Linked DNA regions of Mus musculus: regions 2, 3 and 4 are each linked to region 1. Evidence: chromatin contacts called from public promoter capture Hi-C data. All regions are on one chromosome and are shown on one strand. Each heading gives the region's core, a stretch centred on a gene start, on an enhancer-like site or on the middle of the called end of the contact. The rest is flanking DNA. Distances are from core to core; before and after follow the strand shown. Region 1 holds the start of Akr1e1 (aldo-keto reductase family 1, member E1). Region 2 has its middle 49 kb from the start of Akr1c6. Region 3 has its middle 27 kb from the start of Akr1c6. Region 4 holds the start of Akr1c6 (aldo-keto reductase family 1, member C6).

Region 1 (2,941 bases), core at 268-2,767:
ATGAGAACCTGGCAAAAGTTTTCTGTGTGTTAAAATAAACTACCTCATCAAATTTTGAGGTTTCAATAATTTCTTGTAAAGCATGCTTGTATGTTTTTCAAGTATTTACATCTGTAACATTGGTTTCTGCTAAATTACTACCTAAGAAATCTGAAATGACCATTAAAAAAGAAGGCATCCCTAGATCAAACTACCCTTTTATGAAATGATAGAAATCATTTAAAGATAGGACAATATTTCTATAGATTTATGAACTGAAAGTGTAAGTGTCGCTATGAGTAATAAAAGCTTATCAGAGAGAGAGAGTACTAATAATATTGAACATCTGAAAACACATCCTCTTGCAAATGGATACTTCCATGTTAATCTGCATAAAGATCGAAAGCTACAAATAGTTGTCTGACCGTTAATGGCTTAACTTTGCCATTTTTACAAAATATAAATAAAAAAAGAGAACTGGAGAAGATGTAGAGTTTTCCACATCCACAGTGCATCTGCCATGAGCACTTGAAAAACTCAAACAAATGAACAGATGTGTAATATGGCAACAGAGAAATTAAAATAACAAAACAAAACTTTGGGTTGAAATTGTAAAATTGTTGAATTCTGCTAAGTTTTTAATAAGTTATTAACAAACATAGTGAAGGATACAAAATTCTAAGCACTGTAACACGCAAATCTTCAATTTTTCTAATCATCTTAGTAATGCTAATATTTTCGAAATAGCTATTTACCTTTGCGTTTATGGGCTGGTTTTCTGGTTCCTTCTAGATGTTTCAGCTTGTGATTTTAGGATTATTGCCAACTGAATAAGACCTAAAAATCACCTGGGAGACAGTCTTGTAGGCATTCCTTTGAGGGATTATCTTGTGGGAAGACCCTTGGGTTTTTGTTTTTGTTTTGTTTTGTTTTGTTTGCAATTATAATTACATTTCTCTCTTCCTTTTCCTCCCTCAAAATCTGCCTATATACTATTTGCTCTCTTTAAATGACCTCCCTTATTATTAGTTCTTATTACAGTGAATAATCTTCCAGAGATGTTTAATTTTTAATCTTGATTTTTTTAATTCCATAAGACACACCTTAAAAATGATATTCAGATTATATTTCCTCTATTACTAAAATGGCAATCACCTCAAAGTAGCACTCATCATCATTGCAAGGTTCAAGACAGCTGATATAGTCAAACCTGTTTTTTCCAGGATACTAGAAACGATCATCAATCTAAAACATCTGATGTCCAGGAAATATCCTGAACCACAGCCTGTTTGCAAGAAGGACAGAGCACTGGATCTGGGCTTTAGGCAGGTTGCTCGGAGACGGAATTCTTAGGATCATAGAGGATTTAGGACAGAGATAAAGCACAACCAAACCCAATTGCTTAGGTCCCCTGAAAGATGGACTATGCTCTCAGCCAATCAGAGCACCAAGCGACCTCTCCATCAGCCAATTAAACTGCCAGAACTCCAGCCTATCACGGCATTTCCTGAGGTCCCTGGAACGCTCTCTGGCCGCTAAAGTGCAGGAAGAGGCTGAGCCTTTGAGCAAAGGGGAACCATGGAAAACATCCCTACAGTGGGCTTGGGCACCTGGAAGGTGAGGACACACTCCGGTGTGGGTGGGGCTAAGGGTCCCGGAGCCTGATGAGTACATGCTCAAAAACAGCCAGGGGCACGGGATTTCTTTTGCCTAGGGTGATTCCTTCCAGACCCGGGCTCTGATTAAGGTTTTCCCCCAGACGGATTAGAGGAGAAGTTGGACTCTCTCTCCTGTGATCCTAAAACACCCTGCTCCCTGCGAGGATTCAAAGCTGTTAGACTAACTTTAAATAAAGCAGTGTGCTGTTAACCTAGCCTTGTGTGAGCTAATCACGGACCCCCAGCCTCCGAAAAATCATTTATGCCTAGTGGCACTCATCTTGGCACAGCAAAACCGAGTGTGTGTCAAATGGCCACAAGGAAGCGTGCTACTTTGCATGCTAAAACAAACCAAATAAAAATAATTAAATAATTGCACCGATGTAAGTGTAATGTCTACTTCTGGAGTCCACTAGCGACATTAGAGATATTTGCGAGTAGTTACACTGCTTGCTCAGTTGATTTTGAATGTAGGGCATAATGAACGTGAAGTTGAATAGTTGAATAGGCCTGTCTGACTCTGGGACAAGTTGTGGGGGAGGGGGAGGCATGATCAAAATTTGTTTCTTTTTATGGTTTGGGGGTTTTGTTTTGTTTTGTTTTTGATAAAAAAGTAAATTTAAAAATTCTGTTTATAGGAAGGTTTTCAAATAAATGTTTCTCCAGAATTTTTTGTAAAAAGGATGGGATTATTATTATTATTATTATTATTTTGGCAATTTGGTGATTTGAGTGTTCTTTGGTACCACATAGTGAATGCTGAGATGTGAGATGAAAGAAATGTCAATAAAATAATAAATAAATAAAACTGTGTGTGTGGGGGGGGGGGAATCACCCTCCCAACACAATTGAAGCATTTAATTCTATCTCCTGAAGACACAGGAATATGACTTTCAAAATATGTGAAGGCAATGGAAAACCATAGCAAATGTGACACTGACTGATGATCTTAAATAATGTCGCTATGCTAGATATGTATATCCCCTTGATCCAATAACCAAGTCATTTAGGACAAAGCAAGGAAGAGATCAAATTCAAAGCTACCTTGAGCTACACTTTTCATATTTGATGGAAATGTCTGTGTCTCACTAAGCTTTTCCTGTGTGTACCCTACAGATATTGAGTGAGTCCATGTGTGTGATACTTGTTTTATGTTTACAGTTGATTCATGCATCCCTGGGTGCTAAATATCAGACCGCTTCCTGCCCCAGCTGTTCTTAGCCCTTCTGTAATCGGGAAGCACAACACAGCAAGAGCTGAAAAGCACCCTGTTTCCAGAATGAGTAAAGATAGCAGAACAGAAT
Region 2 (2,941 bases), core at 303-2,802, 220 kb after region 1:
TACCCACCCACTCCCCCTTTTTGGCCCTGGCGTTCCCCTGTACTGGGGCATATAAAGTTTGCAAGTCCAATGGGCCTCTCTTTGCAGTGATGGCCCACTAGGCCATCTTTTGATACATATGCAGCTAGAGACAAGAGCTCCGGGGTACTGGTTAGTTCATATTGTTGTTCCACCTATAGGGTTGCAGTTCCTTTTAGCTCCTTGGGTAAATTTTCTAGCTCCTCCATTGGGAGCCCTGTGACCCATCCAATAGCTGACTGTGATCATCCACTTCTGTGTTTACTAGGCCTCGGCATAGTCTCAGAAGAGAGAGCTATATCTGGGTTACTTGTTAGATTTTAAAGATACCTTTTCAGGACTAGTAGAAGCATTCTCCACCTGGAGTCAAACTGTTCAAGTAGTACCTAAAAATCTCCTCCAAGAACTGGTCTTCTAATTTGGCATCCTCCAAGCAATGGGGTCAGACCATGACCTGGCTTTCATAGCTAAAATCTTTCAACAGCTAAAGCTTTAAAACTTCATCTTACATATAGACCTCAGTGATAACAACAACAACAAAAAATGTTAAAATAAACTAACAAAACTCTCATTAGAGTCCAGCAAAGATGGAGAGGCCTATTACCTTGCTTTGATTCAGTGTGCTACACCCCATATAAGAAGGAATTTACCCCCATCCCCCAAGGAGATTATGTCTGAAGACCTCTTCCCATTGCTTCCTAGGCTCAGAAACCAAGAGTTGGCAGAACTCTCAAGCCATTTCTTTCTCAAGTCACTATAAGCACTTTAGTCCTCCACAAATTAGAATGTCCAAGAGATGCAGCCAACCTCTGAGTCTACCACCTGTTTCCTCTTGTTCCAGTATGATGATACTGTCTGGGTCAAGCAGATAGCTGAGGAGGAACTAAAATTAACTCAGAATGGAAGCCATATGGTGATTCTTTCCACACTTATGGCTGTGTAGGTGGCTGGCATTAAACCCTGGATTCACCATACCCAGGGCAAGAAATTGAAATGGATGGTGCTAAATGAAGTGTCTCTGATGACAAATCCATGGAAATTAATATATATTTGTGTCTCTAGGTCCTTCCATTCCCTGATGCTCTACCTCCTCCTAAGGCATGTGTTTTAAACTTTGGGTATGAGCACAGGGTCATGGTTCAACCACACTAAGGCCTAGACTAGGAAGAGAGGAAAACAGATACAAGGATTGCATTAGCTAGTATGACTATAGACCAGCAATCTAATAATATTCCATCTTCTCTCTCTCTCTCATATATATATATATATATGATATAAAATTTTAACTTTGAGATAAAAATAGCATTTATAATTCTATTCTGTCCTCCAGCTGGGCCCTCCAGTTACCAGAAACAAGGTAACTTCCATTTGTAAAAACTGGGGCCATAAAACTGAAGATTCCTGAAATTTTTCTTTAAAAGGATTCTGGCCTTTGGAAAACAGGAAAAAAAAATACTGCAGAGTCAGATCCTATGCCACAGGAATAGACCCTGTCATAAAGTTAATCATTCCTAGCTAAATAAAAATCAGCCACAGTTTCTGGTTATGCTTGAATACCTAGCCAATGAAAGATCTTGGCAAAATGTAAAAGGACACAGAAGCCCTGAAATTGGCAAGATAGACGTCATTGTTAGCAGAACTAGCTTCACTGATTTAGAAAAATAGAGGTGCACAATGCTTTGGCCACTCCTTGAACCTGTGTGTCTGCCAATGTTTTGACCAGGTGTGTGCCCATTGCTGCACCTTCATTAGACTCTTTCCTTGTACCCCTCCCATACCCATTTCTTGAGAATAGACATTGTTTAGATCTGGAAATCCCCTACTCTCCTCCTTCTCCTTTCCCCTCTGAGGGCCTATAAAAACTGGGAACTCTTTCCCCTCGAGGTCGAATCCTCTACTCCTGCGTGGGATATGAGTCGTCCCCAGAGCTCTGGCTTTCCCCGAATAAAGCCTCATGTGGTTTGCAACAAGCTCGGTCTGTCGTGAGTTCTTGGGTGTCTGCTATTTTCCTGAGGCCTGAGCGAGGGGCTCCTCTCGGAGTCTTTCACCACTATACAATATACAGATAAGAGCTAATGATTCTGTCAACCCATTGACTGGCAAAACTCACTATGGCTGGGGGCAGCCCAAATTAATGTTATAAGACTTACAAGGGGATAAAACTTGTCTAATGTCTGAAAACTTTAACCTAGGCACATACCCTTATTCTGATGCCTGCTATTCTCCTTCATGTGTAAATTCAAATGGATAACATTACTGGACCTCTGAGACAACTTGGTCGGCATGTAGCAATGGTTTGACTAAACATTCCTCTTCTGATGTTTTCCCTGCTGAGTACACCTATTGATCAGGACCTGAGTCCTTACAAAACAGCAGTTATATTCTCTAAAAGAAATTGTCCAACAAATCTGGAGAGATTTATACATACTTCTTATGAGATTAAAAAAAAAACTATCTCTAGCTTTGAAAGAAAACCTATTTCTATCCTAATTATTCAACAGTAAATTAAAAAAAAATCTTGCCATGGTTGGGAAATAATTTGTGCCATTATCTGCTCTCTTGGTCTCCCTGAATAACTACTCTGCTGTTACTACTTGCTGAACTTTTAATTCTCATTCTGATTGGATAACAGCATCTTAAACTAAAACAAAATAAGCCCATGATGTTACTCAATCAGTGTATTAGTTAGGGTTCTCTAGAGTCACAGAACTTATGGATAGCCTCTACATAGTAAAGGAATTTATTGATGACTTACAGTCTGCAGCCCAATTCCCAACAATGGAATGGAAGTCCAAGGATCTAGCAGTTACTCAGTTCCACATGGCAAGCAGGCGAGGGAGCAAGAGTGAGACTCCCTTCTTCCAATGTCCTTGATATTGTCTCCAGCAGAAGGTGTAGCCTAGATTAAAGGTGTGTTCCACCA
Region 3 (2,941 bases), core at 189-2,688, 200 kb after region 1:
TGTCAACTTCATCATCTACCATGGAAACGTAGATTAAAAATACTTTAAGGTTCCCTCTTAACCCAATCAGAACAGCCATCATGGATAATGGAGATAACAGTAAATGCTCAATTGGGATGTGGGGAAAAGAGATTACATATTGTTAATTGGAGTGAATAAGTGTTGTAGACCTTGTTGTCCTTTGGGCATGCCACAATCAATGCCCCTTGAAATCCAGCAATTATGGGCAATTGTAAAAAACAGAGCTATATTGGGCCTATAACAGTTAGGTAGGTAAGGAGGGACTTAGGAGGCTCGACCCTCCCTAAGGATATGAAGGCAGTTACTGGTCTCTAAAGGGAGAAGAGTTAGTTTTTTAAATATTTTTTCAGACAGTATATTTTTATTACATTATTTCTTCTCCAACTCCTCCTAGATCCTCCTCATCTACCTGCCCATCCAACTTCATGTTCTTCTCTCTCTCTCTCTCTCTCTCTCTCTCTCTCTCTCTCTCTCTCTCTCTCTCAAAATTAAATAGTAATAGTGAAAACTAAATTAAGACAAAAGAACAAAAGGAACACACAAACATACACAGAGGGAGACAGAGACAGAGAAACAGTGAGACAGACAGACAGAGAGACATAGAGATACAGAGCCAGAAAGAGCCAGAGAGACAGATACAGAGACACAGAGGGAATCTGTTTGTGATTGGCTATCTACACGGGGCATGAGGTCTTCAGCCTTGGCGTGTGGTTAACGTACCAATGATACTCCTTTGGAGAAGTTTTATTTTTTCCCTTTCCGAACAGCTAGCAACTGTAAATAGTTTCTTGGTTAGGGTTGGGACTTTTTTTACTTCACTTTTTAGTGCTGTGAGTTTGTCTGGCTAAAGCCTATCCAGGACTTGTGCCTGTTGTCATACTCTTTGTAAGTTTATTAGGAAAACAGTTTCCTTGGAGTCATTTATCATTAGTGGATGTTATAATCTTTGTGCCTTCTCGTTTACATATATCACTAAACCTTGATGGGAGGGGCTTGATAAATAAATCTTATTTAGGGTTGAGTGTTCCATGTCTTCTACTCTGCACATTGATGAATTTTGGATCTATGTGTTAATTTCCATCTACTGAAAGAATAAGCTTCTCTGGTAAAGGTTCAGTGATACACTGACCTATTAGTATAGCAATATGTCATTAGGAGTCTTTTTATTACTGTTTCTTTACGAGAATAGTAGTAAATTTCCCTTCAGGGCCTATTACCTATCTAGTCATGGGTTCTTGCCCACTTTCATAAAGCCAAATATGAGCTCAATTTGATGGAGTGGGCCTTAAGTCCAAATTCTACGAAGTAATTAGTCTCTGCTGCACCAATATATTTTGCAGTCAGCTCACTGTTGTAGGTCACTGGTTTGTAGCTTCTTGATGTTAATGATTACTTTCATACCTAGTAACATACAAACTACTTTCCTGTTCCATGAATGTTAGTCAATAGGGGTGAAGGTTCTAGCTGGGCACCAGCTTGATTTGTTCATGTTAGATGATTACTTATATTTTCAGCAAAATGGATATGCTCTCAATAGAAAATTTTATTATCCCAGCTGCAGACAGGGGTCATGTAGTAGAAGAAAACTGTTGAATTAAATCATCCTGTATATTTTAAAGATGTAGTCTTTAAAACTAGTGTATTCTTACACTAAGAAATAGGTTTTGTCTTTGTTTCCATAGGAGAAGAAAAGCTGTGGATACCATCAACATTGATAAAGATTAGCTTTGAACAGGGGAAACCTACTGAATAAGGAGAGACAATATTTCATCAGACAGTGTAGTCATTCAGTCCAAACTAACTTATAAAGACTAACAATAGCCGGACGGTGGTGGTGCATGCCTTTAATCCCAGCACTTGGGAGGCAGAGGCAGGCGGATTTCTGAGTTCAAGGCCAGCCTGGTCTACAAAGGATAGTCAGGGCTACACAGAGAAACCCTGTCTCAAACCCCCCCCCCCCAAAAAAAAAAAAAGTTTAACAAATCCCTTTCATTCTATCAGCCATGAGAAAATAATATTTTCAAATGATAATTACCAAAGACACATTAGCCTTTCTGGCATTAAATGCTTTTGAGTTTTCTTCTTAAAGAAATAGGATATTTTTGTTGTTTGATACTAAAAATACAGTTAAGAGTAATTTTAAGTAATTTCAAGTAATTACTACAGTTAAAATATATTTTCTAAATCTCTAAAAGTTTGGGTGAATTACAGCTAAGATAAAATATTTGAGCAGGATGGTGGTAGCTCATGTCTTTAATCTCAGCAGAGATGGGTAGATCTCTGTAAGTTAGTTTTATAAATTTTAGACTTACAGTGAACAAGGTGGTTATAGCAAATGCCTTTAAGCCCATCAGACAGAAACAAAACCCAGATACAGTTCCTAATTGGTATGTTTCCACACTAGAGAAATCACATGTCACATGTACAGATTATTATAAAATTATTATTATTATGGGGATAAGAACAAAAACCAGCTTTTGTGACTGTTGGTAAGCTCATCTCTGTGCATGCAACCCTGACTGATCTTGAAATAAATGATATCCTAATTGTGGATATTGTATTTATTGGTGAATTAGCAACTGAGGACTCTCCATAAAGCAAAAAGGAGTCCACCAATATTTGCCTATTGGTTTTTCTTGAAAATGACTTCCATATACAGAGAATAAATAAGAATAAATATTCTTTCTTAAGAAACAACCCTGGACCTTTTACCAGGCATGGAGAACCTTTTACTCAGTCATTGCCAGAAACCCTATGGTCATAAGGCCAATTTTTGCTGATCTCTGCCCTCCAGCAAAGCTATAGCCATTTTGTTCCTTGTCTGCTAGTTTTTTTCATATTGTTGCTATAATATGCTTGCCAGTCACTGACACAGAAAAATAAGTTGAGACAGAGAAAGTCATGCTGTAGATCACATCCC
Region 4 (2,941 bases), core at 307-2,806, 170 kb after region 1:
CAGAGATTATATCAAAGTCTATAATATTGAATTTGCAAAAATGCAGGTGTTTAAATAGAAACATTTTGCAGTCTTCATTTCTAGGATGTTCATTTATTCATTCTTACACAACCACCCCTGGCTTATTTCATCCTAGATAAAAGCATGTAGACATGAGCCCTACTTTTTGCACAGGCAGTTCATAGAAAACTTCCATCCTTCTGTTATGAAATAAGAAGATGTCAACAATATCATAAAAAGATAACATTATGAAATTAGAAGATGGCTAGGTATCATCAAAAGTTGTTTGTCAAAAGGAACTTGAGGAGATAGTGGTATAGTATAAAGTCTTTTACAACGCCATTTTGCCTGCACAGCAAATATTAAAACTTTCAGCAGGATGTATGTTCAAAAGAAGAGATCTATATCTAGGAAATTAAGAGCATCATACAAAAAAATTACCCACATACATGCCCTCTTTTAAGCTTCAATTTCTTATTTTGTAGGAATTGTGATTGGAATTAAATTACATTTTTTGTCAAGTAGGATAAATTTTAATTAAAAATACAGAACCGCATTAAAGGATAAAAATGTAATGGTACTGTAGTAAGCACATAAGAAAGTTTATTTTATAGTATAAAGTTGAAGGCAAAAAGTGGAATATGTTTCTCCAGGGTTCATTGTCTTCGAGTTTCTATTCCTTTGACAAAACACCATGACCAAAAGCAACTCATAGAGAAAAGGGTTCATTACATCTTACAACAATAATGTCACACTCCATCACTCAGGGAAGTCAAGGCAGAAACGCAAGGAACTCCTGTTGATGGAATCAGCTATTGCAAAGGCAATAGAGGGGTGCTGCTTACCAGTTTCCTCTTTTTGGCTTGCTTGGTGTGCTTTCTTATGGAACTCAGGACCAGCAACCCATTGATGGCATCCCCTATAATGGACTGGGCTCTCCAACATCAATCACTAATTTAGAAAATTCCCTACAACTTGATATTATGGAGGTATTTTCTTAATTGGCATATCCTCTTCTCAAATGACTTTAGCTTGCATCAAGGTGATATAAAACTACCAAGCATATGAACAAGAACAGCACAGTTTTGCAGCAGATAAAGCACTTTTCAAAAATATACTCAGGATCAGTGTTGCTCAGGCAGCGCTCTTAGCTGTATTTCATTTTCTCTCCCTAATTGGGATGGAGAAAAATGAAAGGAAAAACTAGTGCTCACAATAATCTGGAACTAGGCTCTTGGATAAGTCCCTGATGCTGAATGTCATCTGCCTTTTCCTTGCACAAGGAAGAACTCTAGACTGCTAAAACAGAGAATTAGGTTAGCCCTGAAGAATCACATCAGAATTCAATGACTGTGCATACCATATCAACCCACCTACCAAATTCTCTCTTTGTTTCAACTCTCAACCCCAATTGCTATCATTACCTCTTGAGGTGCATAGGTACCAAACCCCAGTATAGGGATGAAGTGACCATCACTTAGACGCACTGTCTGCTGCTTAGAATCCATGGCTTCTCAGCCCACCAACTGAGAAGATACTATTCTGGCTTCTTTCACAGGACAGCAAATAAATGCTTGGCCTTATCCTAGATGTCCTTGTAATGAGTAACCAATGCAGTTTGTTGAAAAAGATGAAAGCAGCTTTGCACACATAAAGAGGAAACTGGAATGAATTCTGTTTTAAATTTCTGTGATTTGTTTATTGTTATTTTATGTTTATAGGTATATTTCTACATCTATATCATGCACTACAAGCATGACTAATGCCCATGGAAGTCAGAAAGTGCATACAATCTTCTGAAACTGGAGATATTGATAGTTCTTAGTTGTATGCTGGTGTTGATGATCAAACCCAGGACCTCTGGAATAGCAGAGAGCACTCTTAACCTCTGAGCCATCTCTCCATCCCCAACTTTCATGGATGAGAAATTCTTAAGATAATTAAAAAGCTGGAATGCAGCTCAGTGGCAAAAACCTTGCCTATCGTGTCTACAATGCTGGGTTCATTCTAAACATCATAAAGAAAACAAAAGAGAAGGGTAGAGGAGCAGAGAGCAAGGGGAGAAAGGAAGGAAGCTACAAATGATTCCAACTATGAAATGCTGCATACCTGTGCTGGTGGTTATAAAGATTCTTGTTATTAAAACAATTACCTATCTTATAAAACACACTTGTTAATATGTATATATAAACAGAGACTATAAATACAACTAAACATTAAAATAAATTATTAACAAGTGTAAGAACAGAAAAAAAAGAGAGCTGAACATATCCATTTGTAAATTACATCTTGTATCTTTCTTCTCTATATCTCATTAGAATACCCAGTGACACAGGCACAATTCTTACAAATATGCAGTGGAAATTGCCTTATTTAAGTGCCCAATCAACTTTTTACCAAAAACAATTTACAACATACACAAAAGAATCATAAAACAATTAATGATATTTTTGAAATTCAGTAAATACATCTGCGTGTTTATGGCTTCATAACTACTTAGGTTTGAATGACTTTGAGCTTGTTAATTTCTGGAAAACATTAGGAGAGGAATCTGCTGTCTCACAGAACAGACCTAAGTCTCTGAATAACCAATCCATTTCTACTGCACAACTATTGAGCCAAGTTTCTTGGTCCATGTAGACCTACCTAATTACATACCAATAGCTGTCAGTCCTACATTTTAAGTTAGAATCATGCTACACAAAGACATGGACCCTCCCTGAAGGTCTTAACGTCAGAAAGGGAATGGAGAATAAAAAGAAAGGTTTGCGTAGGTTGACTGAGAGTTGAAGAATAAAGGATAATTCACTGTAACTTTACTAAGGAAAATGAGTTCCATGGAGAAAAACAAATTCCCATTCAAACAGGGTCCTGAAGATATTTTTACATAAGTGCAGGATAGTATCATTATCAAAACAAAATAGCTAAGACATATTGCTCA

What was found. Promoter capture Hi-C pulls out the DNA fragments that hold promoters and counts their contacts.
Region 2: a contact with region 1 is called in a promoter capture Hi-C map of liver, with 16 times the contacts expected there. The contact joins the enhancer-like site here to the promoter of Akr1e1 in region 1. A contact is called at or near these places in 13 of 39 promoter capture datasets (the 3T3-L1 cell line, 3T3-L1-derived adipocytes, cranial neural crest and 7 more), 36 of 484 Hi-C or Micro-C datasets (the AML12 cell line, the BV-2 cell line, the Ba/F3 cell line and 15 more), 6 of 115 datasets of contacts at active chromatin or transcription factors (a beta-TC-6 cell line, bone marrow-derived macrophages, embryonic stem cells and 3 more) and 1 of 9 other capture datasets (pancreatic islet).
Region 3: a promoter capture Hi-C map of liver shows a contact between it and region 1. The contact joins the enhancer-like site here to the promoter of Akr1e1 in region 1. A contact is called at or near these places in 5 of 39 promoter capture datasets (the 3T3-L1 cell line, the HPC-7 cell line, liver and 2 more) and 2 of 484 Hi-C or Micro-C datasets (liver and nephron progenitors).
Region 4: a contact with region 1 is called in a promoter capture Hi-C map of liver. The contact joins the promoter of Akr1c6 here to the promoter of Akr1e1 in region 1. A contact is called at or near these places in 3 of 39 promoter capture datasets (the 3T3-L1 cell line and liver), 2 of 484 Hi-C or Micro-C datasets (both in liver) and 3 of 9 other capture datasets (adipose tissue, liver and pancreatic islet).

Annotation. Positions count from the first base shown.
Region 1 is chr13:4,607,740-4,610,680 of GRCm38.p6, reverse strand. Akr1e1 (aldo-keto reductase family 1, member E1) reads left to right here and starts at 1,517. Exons shown (of 10, transcript NM_018859.2): 1 at 1,517-1,596. The coding sequence starts at 1,558.
Region 2 is chr13:4,383,707-4,386,647 of GRCm38.p6, reverse strand. It overlaps the pseudogene Gm9973. Among named protein-coding and RNA genes, the nearest start is that of Akr1c6, 49 kb to the left of the region's middle. Within about 2 kb of position 1,552, at least 6 of the 459 cell types and tissues checked have an H3K27ac peak or open chromatin away from gene starts, as enhancers often do. A contact at or near this core is called in hepatocytes, kidney and liver, where this site is marked.
Region 3 is chr13:4,405,443-4,408,383 of GRCm38.p6, reverse strand. No RefSeq gene overlaps it. Among named protein-coding and RNA genes, the nearest start is that of Akr1c6, 27 kb to the left of the region's middle. Within about 2 kb of position 1,438, at least 4 of the 459 cell types and tissues checked have an H3K27ac peak or open chromatin away from gene starts, as enhancers often do. A contact at or near this core is called in liver, where this site is marked.
Region 4 is chr13:4,432,958-4,435,898 of GRCm38.p6, reverse strand. It overlaps Akr1c6 (aldo-keto reductase family 1, member C6), which reads right to left and starts at 1,556. Exons shown (of 9, transcript NM_030611.3): 1 at 1,425-1,556. The coding sequence starts at 1,508.